Regions from separate parts of the Mus musculus genome. Here region 1 is linked to region 2. Evidence: chromatin contacts called from public HiChIP or PLAC-seq data. All regions are on one chromosome and are shown on one strand. Each heading gives the region's core, a stretch centred on a gene start, on an enhancer-like site or on the middle of the called end of the contact. The rest is flanking DNA. Distances are from core to core; before and after follow the strand shown. Region 1 overlaps Tacc2 (transforming, acidic coiled-coil containing protein 2). Region 2 holds the start of Ate1 (arginyltransferase 1).

Region 1 (4,600 bases), core at 1,972-4,471, 230 kb after region 2:
TCATGTTCACCACCCTTACCCCTGCTTTATTACTGAAAAGATGTATTTTTCATATAGTAGCTCCCCATCCCACTCCCTCAGGGCTGTGGCCTTCTTATTCCATTCCCCCCACCCGCCATGTGCTTCTGCTGGTGCTGAGTCCCGTGTGTCCCCAGGGAGTGGGCCTGAGTACTCGCTCTGAGTCCACAGTGCAGCAGCCTGGGTTCCATCCTCAGAGCCCCTATCTCTGGCCTCCCAAGGTATGGGGAGCAGGGTGTGTTGGCAGACTCTGCATGCATGACAAGTTGGTTTTGATCCCTGTGCCTGTTGGCTTTCATTGACAAGGGGGACCCGTGATGAAGATGGAAAGATGTGTTCTGGCGACTTAGGGTCCTGACTATACCAACAGGCAGCTTTAGGTTGGGAACGGTTCCCACACAGAGGGGAGTCCTGTGTGTAATTACCCTGAGAGAGACCTGGCTTAGATGAGCAGGTACCTAGAGTTGTCCTGAGCTGGAGCAAGAATGGGGTCAGGGACAGAGAGTATTCTTGTCAAGCGGCAGAGAATAGTGTTAGGGACCATGTTTATTATTGGTAAGAAGCCAGCATCGTTCCTGTTGGGCTTCTCATGAGCCTCTAACAACTGTAACTCCTTCCCTCCACATTTGATGCTGAGTCCACAGTTGAGGCATATCCCTGGCAGCCACAAGAACAGTCTGAGGAAGAGTGACAGAGGACTGGCTGGTGGGCCTGTTTGTTCTCTAACTTCGGAATCTGTAGTTGGAGCCTGTGTTTTACAGACTGGGAAGCCGAGTCTTGATGGGGGCAGGCACAGCTGGTTGATGTCTGGTACTGAGGCCTTCCATGGAGTGGGACTGAGGTGTGGGGCCAGGTGCCTCACAAGTGCCTGTAGATCCTCGGTTTGGGAACTGTCTGCTTTGGATGTGGAACATCTGGCCAAGATCCTTCTCCTGCCTGGATACTGCCACAGGACCCAGCTACCTCACAAGGCCCTGAGCCTTAGCATGGGTTTCCTGGTCCCTGGCCCTCCCTCATGGCTCCCCAAGCCTCAAATCTGAGTTTGCCTCTGACTGCTCAGGGGGCAGAGATCTTGCCTTGATCATGATGTCCTGATTGCCCAGGGCCTGGTGATAAGGGAGGGTCACAAGGAGAAGAATGGGCCTGAGTGCGTGACAGGACTCTTACTGTCAAGGCCAGCGGGAGGCACACAGACTTGGGAGTCTGAGGGAGAGACAGTGGCCTGAGGAACCTCACAGTTTCCAGCTTGTAAAAGCCAGTAGAGGGTTGAAGGTGGTGGCAAAGGTTGTGACCACTTCACATTTAGTAAATAGGATTCTGGTGGCCTCTTGGCCCGCATGAAACAGCAAGACTGGGATTGTGAGAAATGAAGCTGGGTTTAAAAATAACTACCCTTAACGTCTTAGCAAGAGACCTTTTAATTTCACTTGAAAACATTCATGGCTGAAAGGAAGAGCCAAGGAGTGAATTCTGAAGTTCATTATCATGCAAGCAGCTGTAGGGAGCAGGGAGTGAGGTGGTCCCAGAGCTGTTCTCAGATTGAAAATGCCAAGGCGGTGGATGAAGGATGTCACCACGGGGTCTGACTCCTTTGCACCCGTTTAGAAGTCTCTCTGGTTTTACAAAGGACATCGGGCGGATTCATAATTTCTGATATGCTCCTTGGTCCTGCCCTGTGCTGATATGAAGTTCATTTTCATTATCAATTCCTTTCTCCCTTGCACTGCAAGGAGCTGCTAATTTACCTTGAGGCTGAATTAAATCTCATTTTGAAAAACTTAGACCCAGCCTCTCTCCAGAAGTACCAGACTGAGTTTAGCAGCTCCAAAATTCTGTTCATTTTGAAACTTTGTTTATTTTTTTTTTTCAAATTTTTTAAAAATTTACTTTACCTGTATGGTTGTTTTACCTGCATGCATGTATCTGTGTTCTTGGTGCCCACAGAGGCCAAAAGAGGGTGTCAGATCCCCTGGCACTGGAGTGGTACAGTGAGCCAACTTATAGGTGCTGGGAATTGAACCTGAGTCCTCTAGAAGAACAGCCAGTGCTCTTTACCACTCTTCACCATCTCCTCAGCTACCCTAACCCCCTTTTAAGGAGCACATTTAAAGTGAAAACAATTGGGTTTGTTTGGTTTTCCTTTTTATGTTCTCTTCCTAATTTTGTGTTTGTGGGCTTTTCTTACTACAGCCGTTAAATGGTGATTTCCAGGTATAATGTTCCCATTACTACTGAGGTGTTGTCCCTCAGAGAAGCAGCATTATAAACCATTGCCAAGAGCAAAGATAAGCCCTCCATGCAGAGCCTCTGTCCTGCCACCAGGAAGCGCTTTTTCTCTGAGGGATCGGCAGCCTGCTGCCAAGGACTGGTAGCTTATGTTCTAGGCAGTTGTCCTAGGCCTTCCCCGGGAACAGAAACTGAGAAAGATAATCATGGCATCCCATCTGACATGTGACTGGAGTCCATGCTCTGGTTGACCAGGTCTGTGTGCTCTTGGTTCTGAAGGTGGGTCACTGAAGGTGAGCCCAGGGGTTTCTGGGCAGTTTTGGACAGTGAGATTCAGGTGATCTGTGGGCACCATTTGAGGGTAGGTAGTAGCCAGTGAGCTGGGGGTAGTCAGGGCCAGTGAGCTGGGGATAGGCAGACTCAGTGAGTTAGAATAACATGTAGGTATCACTTGAGGGTGAGCTCAAAGCCTCAAGGGCAGGCAGGGACAATGACTACAGGTCACAGCAGTTTTCTTCTAGGACAACTAAACCGTTGTGTGCACCTTGCATGTGAGCACTAATGGTTCCTAAATGGTCACCTCCAGTCCTATCCATTGCTCTTGTACCTCCTGAATTTTCTAAGTGCTTCTCTTCTTTAGGCCCTCAGAACCCGATTCTATAGTGAGGCAAGGTAAGGCTGGTTATAAACACTCTGCCCCACCCCTTCCCACGGAAGCACATCTCAATCCTCACCCTCTTGCCTCCTCCCCTCTTTCTGTGTAACTGTGCTCTGCTCAGTGCACAGTTTGTTCTCCTGGTTCTCCGAGGATGGAGCAGCAGTCCCATTCTGCCCATCAGGCCGCCGCCACCTCCCACTGTAGCATGGACTTGTGTTCTAACTGTGGTGCAGGCTTTCTTGGCAGCCATGACAACGCTGAGGTTAATGCATAGGGCGGAGAGTGGTCCATTGGATGTTTGGGTTGCCGTGGAAGTAGGCTGACGGGGGAGCCTGGCCATGCTGGTTGATGATGCTCCTAACACTGTGTTTCAATTGTGTTACAAGTTGCTTAATGTTCTGTGAAATAGAAGAATAGCCATGTGTCCCCTCCTCGCCTCTCTGAGGCTCGTAACTGAAGCCTACAGAACACGAGAGAGCTGCAAACCCCTGTCAGTTGGGTTGAGCCAGACAGCATGGCCTTTGTTGCAGGGTTCATCAGGAAGAGTGGATAGATACTGTCATTGGCTCCAGGTCTCCCCTTTGCTGTTAAATAGCAGACCTAATGGCAACACACTTTCAAATCCTGACAGAGCTGACAAGGTTGACAAGAGGAGGCTTCAGATTCTCCTCTGAAGGCCACCGCCTTCTCATCCTTTTAAACAGAGCCATGTGAGCACAGCCAAATTTGGCAGTTGGTCAGTTGTACAAAAACGATCCAATCTTCAGCTATCGAAAACTCGGCAGCATAGACTAGTGTTCTGTATCATCCCACAGCAAGATTTTATTTTGGAAGTGGGGCCGGCAGGATAATGACCACTGTTCACTTACAATGCCTAGCTGGCTCGGCGGCTGATAAATGGCGGTGATAAGCAGGCCGCAGACAGGCTGGGCCCACAGGGTTCCTAGTTACAAAGGCTGCCGTCTCATTAGCCCTTTTGTGTGCCTGCACATGTGCAGTAGGAACGCTTCCCATCCCCCGCCTGGACCTGGCATTGCTCTCATCCATGAGTCTTTGCATTTTCTCATAGTTTCGATGTTCTTTGTTTCAAAACCATGCAGCTGAGCGGGTGAATGCGGTGGTCATGGCCACGTGTGCAGCCTGTGTGTCACGCCATTAGTGGTAACTGACCTCTCTCTCTCTTCTCTCCTCTCTCTCTCTCTCTCTCTCTCTCTCTCTCTCTCTCTCTCTCTCATGAAAAAAACATTCCACAGAGGGAAGCTGCTCACCCACCAGATGTCTCCATCTCCAAAACTGCCTTGTACTCCCGCATCGGGTCCACCGAGGTGGAGAAACCCCCAGGCCTTCTGTTCCAGCAGCCAGACCTGGACTCTGCACTCCAGGTTGCCAGAGCAGAGGTGAGGCCTGTGGTGTCTGGAAGGACCGTGCTCTTGATACTCAGATAGGATCCCAGGCTGCAGTGTCAATAACTGTATTTAGCTGTGAAACTGGTGTCTTTGGAGACAGACTGTCCTCCAAACACTGCAGGCTAGGTGAGCAACACCCTATGAGTTCTTATCTGCCTAGTCACGATGCTAACAGGCATGGCCAACTCACTATAGAAGAGATACTTTGTTGCTCCTCAGGGCTGGGGGGTGGGGCGCGGGGTGGGGGGGGGTGGGGATGGGGGGAGGTGTCTTGATTTCTCCTGCTTGGGGA
Region 2 (4,333 bases), core at 679-3,178:
CTAAAACTTAAAACGACGAGTTTTTTTCTTCCTGAAGAAATTGTACCAGCTATATATAGAAACATGCTTTATAGAGTGGCAAGCGAGGAGGGGAGAAATGGTGTCAAGTTCCAGTAAAAATGTTAGCATACCAGTTCTATAACCTTCATTTCAGTTCCTGCCCCAAGGTTCCTTCCTGCCTCCACTTCTTGCCCTGACTTCTCAATGGAGCGAAAGCTCTAAGACGAAATAAGCCCTTTCCTCCCCAAACTGCACTTGATCATGGTGGTTATCACAGCAATCCAAAGCAAAACTAGTGACTAGTCACTCGCTGACACCAACAAGTTATTCTGAGCCTCAAAGGAATCCTCTGTAGTTCTGAGGCCACTCAGATATAACAAGAGTTCCTACAACAGTCACCCAACAGAAGAGTGCCTTACAGGAAAGACGAAAACTGAAATGCTGGGAATTTATAGTTATCTTTCTAGATGATAAAACTGTTCTTCAACAAATCTTGAAGCACAAAATATTTATATTGTCCAATTTTCTCTAATACGAAATTACTAGGGGTAGGGGTAGTAAGGTCCTCCCTATTAAAATATGTTTCAGTCACATAATACTGGCAAATATTATAGTCAGAATATAAAAATTCTGAAAAAGAATAGTATCTCTATCACTCAAAGTGAGCCACTGTCATTTGATGTGCTTTCTTGGCCTTATTTGGGCTTTATTGGACCGTATTCCTCTCAGCTGTCACGTGTACTCGGCTGTCATCTGCATCCTGTTTATTTAACCCTATGCTCCAAGCGTTTTTTTCACTTAACTGGTCTTCGTAATCCGTGCATCTAACGATTGTATAACTGTCTACCCAAGGCCGCGGTTCACCTAATAATACACTTTCTCCTAATAAACACTTTTAATGCATCCATAAACCAAAATCCCGTGCACAGCCAAACCACTAAACTGTCTTTCAAAACGGGTAAATCTCTAACCTAAATTTATAGTCAAGTTACCTTGCTTCCACCTGCAGGATTATTCTAAACCATCCATCCTAGATTCTGTATTTGCCGATCATGACACGGCAGACAATAAGTACATATTCGGCTTACAAACAAATCTTCCGTAAGAAACCTGAATCCTAGCCCGGTGGTGATGCACACCTTTGATCCCAGACCCTCGGGAGGCAGGGGCAGGCGGATCTCTGAATTCCAGGCCAGCCTGGTCTACAGAGTGGATTCCAGGACAGCCAGAGCTACACAGAAAACGTTTGTCTCGAAAAGCCAGAAAAATAAAATAAAATAAAAAGAAAAGAAACCTAAAGCCTGAAGGAACACCGTTATTACGGTCTTCAAGATGGATTGGCACAATGACATGGTATAAATCCCTGATTTAAAAAAAAAGTCGAGCAGGTATTTTATCAAAATATCAAGCCGATCTCGGTTTCCAGTACGTTCTCCCAGACACTTTCTCCAAAATGACAGCGAACAGGTGTGCACGCACACGCCCCTCTACACATGCAGCAGGGGGCCTCGGCTGCCGCGGGGATGGATGCAGGGCGGCCGTCAGCTCCCAGGAGCCTCCCCATCTCCCTTCCCGTCTCCCAGAGCAGCCGCTGAGGGAGCAAGGGTGGAGGACACCCGGCTCTTCACGACGCTCCCCCAGGCTGCGGCCACCCAAGACCCTCACAGAGCCCGAAGCACACGCCCGCCGGCCGAGCTCGCTCACCATAGGAGCGACTGCCCAACTTGTTCTTGCAGTAGCCACACTGGAAGGAGGTCTGGCCCTCAAAATACTCTACAAGGCTAGGTGAAGGCGCGCTCCAAGAAGCCATGTCCGCGACCCCGCCGCCGCTGCGCCACCCAGTCCTACGCAGCCGCCGCTACCGCCGCCTTCGCCTCCACCACCCCACAATGCAACGCGCGCGCCTCCGAAGATCGCGCGAAGCCACTCGAGTGCTCCCGGGCTGGAAGGACCGGACGCCCTACGTCACTGACGCCGCCCGCGCCATGTTGACTGCGGGCAGCCGTCCGCTAGTTCCGTTCCTCCTCTGTGAGGGGCGGCTACCCCCTAGGGAGGGCGAGGGCGGGAAGACCGGGATGGAAAGGAAGCCGGCTGAGGAGAGACCAATGGGACCGGGAAGCTGGAGTCGGGTGACCAACGGCCTCAACCCGCGCGGCAGGCCTGCCAGGACGTAGCGAGAGCCTGGCTGAAGCCGGTAAAGGCGACCTGGACGGCGGGACACTCACCACACGACGTCTTGCCCTCCCTGGACTCGCAGTAGCCGCAGTAGTAGCCGGCCTTCAGGCCCTTGTATTCCACCACCGAGGCCATGGCCGCCGCTGTGGGCTTGAGGAGCGGCCACGCCTCTCAGCGCGGGGAACCTCGGGGAAGGGCCGAGAGCGCGGGGGTTGCCGGGTTCGCGGCTCTCCGCCGATCCCCGGTCAGGCCACTGGCCGCCAGCCTGGGTTGCAGGGGTGCGTCTCGGAACCCAGTGTTTAGTGGCCAGCAGGTTACTTGTCCAGTCAACAGCAGTCCTTGTCACTGACGCGATCTCTCAGCCCGCTTTACAGATAGGGAAACTGAGGCTCCAGGTTGGGATTCACCCGGTCATTTGCGCTCTGTAGTTGAAGGTTAACCTCGAGTTCTGCGCCTGACCACCTGTGAGGAACGAGGAGCCGGAGCTGGCTTGATAGAGAGGGATCTAGAATCCAAACAACTCTGCTAGAGCGGAATGTCCAATGACGAAGCGACACTTTCCTCTTTTAAAGGGAGTTTTAAATATCACTCAAAAAGAATTTTTAACTCTTCAGGCTGAACATTTACATAATCTGAATTCACTCCATGGGTCTCCAATTTGCAAAGAACGTGTTTTAGGGAATGAGGTTGTGAGGCAAAGTGTAAAAATAAAGGCATGCTCCTACCAAGATAATATTCCTTAGCTTTCTCCTCTGCGTACACAGATGTTTAAGTCTGTCTGGCATAATTTCCATAGTCGACAATATGGTGAATTCCTTTTTGCAGTGTCTAGAAAGTGCAATCAGGAAACTTTTTTTTTTAATTATGTTTGTGGGTGTTTAGCCTGCAAGTAGATATGTGTACAACCTTCATCCAATGCTGGAGGCATCCAGAAGGCATTGTAGACCCTGAAACCTTGACGGGCAGACAATTCTGAGCCACTCATGTAAGATTGAAAGGATGGAAAAATACAGCCTCAACTCCAGCCTCCTAAGAAGCCCTAAATACCACAAATTCCAGACCCTGCTCCCTGCCAGTATACAGGTAAAAGGTCACACTTCCGTGCTGTTCCAGGGCCCGCTTCCTGTATGGAACTAGGTGAAAGAGCATTAAGACAGACCCTTGAATACGTGATCCTGGCCTAGTAAGATAACAGGAGGAGAGGAGCTGACTAACTGCTTATCTAGCAACTGTAAAGTGCTTGCACAATGGAAGGAAAGATTACACACTGAAAGAACTGCGTGGGGTCTTGATGCTATGAAATGATTGGTTTGCGAAACGCAGGCTTTGTTGTAACCCCATAAAAGCTGTCCCAATTCTGCACTCGTGGTCCGTGGTCCTCTACCCCTGCGTGGTGTACTGGGCCCCAGAGCACGCCTGGAATAAAAAGTCCTCTTGCGGTTTGCATCAAGGCCGTTTCTTGTGAGTGATTTGGGGTGTCGCCTCTCCTGAGTCAGAACGTGGGGGAGTCCTCACTTTGTGGGTCTTTCAACATCAAATATGATGCTGGGAACCAAACTCTGTGTCTTCTGCAAGATCATCAAGTGCTCTTAACCACTGAGCCACCACCTCTCCTGCCGGTGAACAAACTTATTTTTCAACTGTTAATGAACCTAGATGACCTAGAACTCTGGACCTCCCCCCCCCCCGCCCCCCAGGCTCCACTGTGCTGGAATCCCGGGTGTGCACCACTGTACATGGCTAAATGTATAAACTTTTAAAGGAAATTTCAACGGTTTTGACCCTAAGGTTTTCCGTGCTAAAGATGCATCTAGTTAAGTTTAATAATGAATTCAGGGCCTGGTGACCAACGTTGTTCATACAGTTGTTTAAGAACCTAGCAGGTGACCATGTAATACAGAAGTGTAAAATTAGAACTTGTTGCAGCTCAGTGCCCATAGTTTTATGGAACACTTCATCTGCTTCATGTTTCATACCAAGGATCAATGGATTGACCCAAAGAGGGCAGAAGGCCCTGCTCTACATAGAAGGTACGCAGAAAGGCTTTTGACCTTTTCTTGAACAATAGCTCCCCATCCCACACAGCAGAAATAATTTCACTTTTTTTTAAAAGATTTATTTATTATGTCTAAGTACACTGTAGCTGTCTTCAGACACA

The links. HiChIP or PLAC-seq counts read pairs in DNA pulled down with a chosen protein or histone mark.
Region 1: a contact with region 2 is called in an H3K27ac HiChIP or PLAC-seq map of embryonic stem cells, with 9 read pairs. The contact joins the enhancer-like site here to the promoter of Ate1 in region 2. A contact is called at or near these places in 11 of 39 promoter capture datasets (the 3T3-L1 cell line, 3T3-L1-derived adipocytes, cranial neural crest and 6 more), 8 of 484 Hi-C or Micro-C datasets (the C2C12 cell line, the F1.1 cell line, cortical neurons and 4 more), 13 of 115 datasets of contacts at active chromatin or transcription factors (bone marrow-derived macrophages, cardiomyocytes, embryonic basal ganglia and 8 more) and 3 of 9 other capture datasets (adipose tissue, liver and pancreatic islet).

The regions. Positions count from the first base shown.
Region 1 is chr7:130,747,035-130,751,634 of GRCm38.p6, forward strand. Tacc2 (transforming, acidic coiled-coil containing protein 2) reads left to right here. Exons shown (of 22, transcript NM_001004468.3): 16 at 4,156-4,299. Among named protein-coding and RNA genes, the nearest start is that of Btbd16, 25 kb to the right of the region's middle. Within about 2 kb of position 3,222, at least 63 of the 459 cell types and tissues checked have an H3K27ac peak or open chromatin away from gene starts, as enhancers often do. A contact at or near this core is called in cortical neurons, embryonic basal ganglia, embryonic stem cells and 4 more, where this site is marked.
Region 2 is chr7:130,517,652-130,521,984 of GRCm38.p6, forward strand. It overlaps Ate1 (arginyltransferase 1), which reads right to left and starts at 1,929. Exons shown (of 12, transcript NM_013799.3): 1 at 1,705-1,929. The coding sequence starts at 1,810. It overlaps Gm4275 (putative uncharacterized protein ZNRD1-AS1), which reads left to right and starts at 1,940. Exons shown (of 4, transcript XR_869987.2): 1 at 1,940-2,194.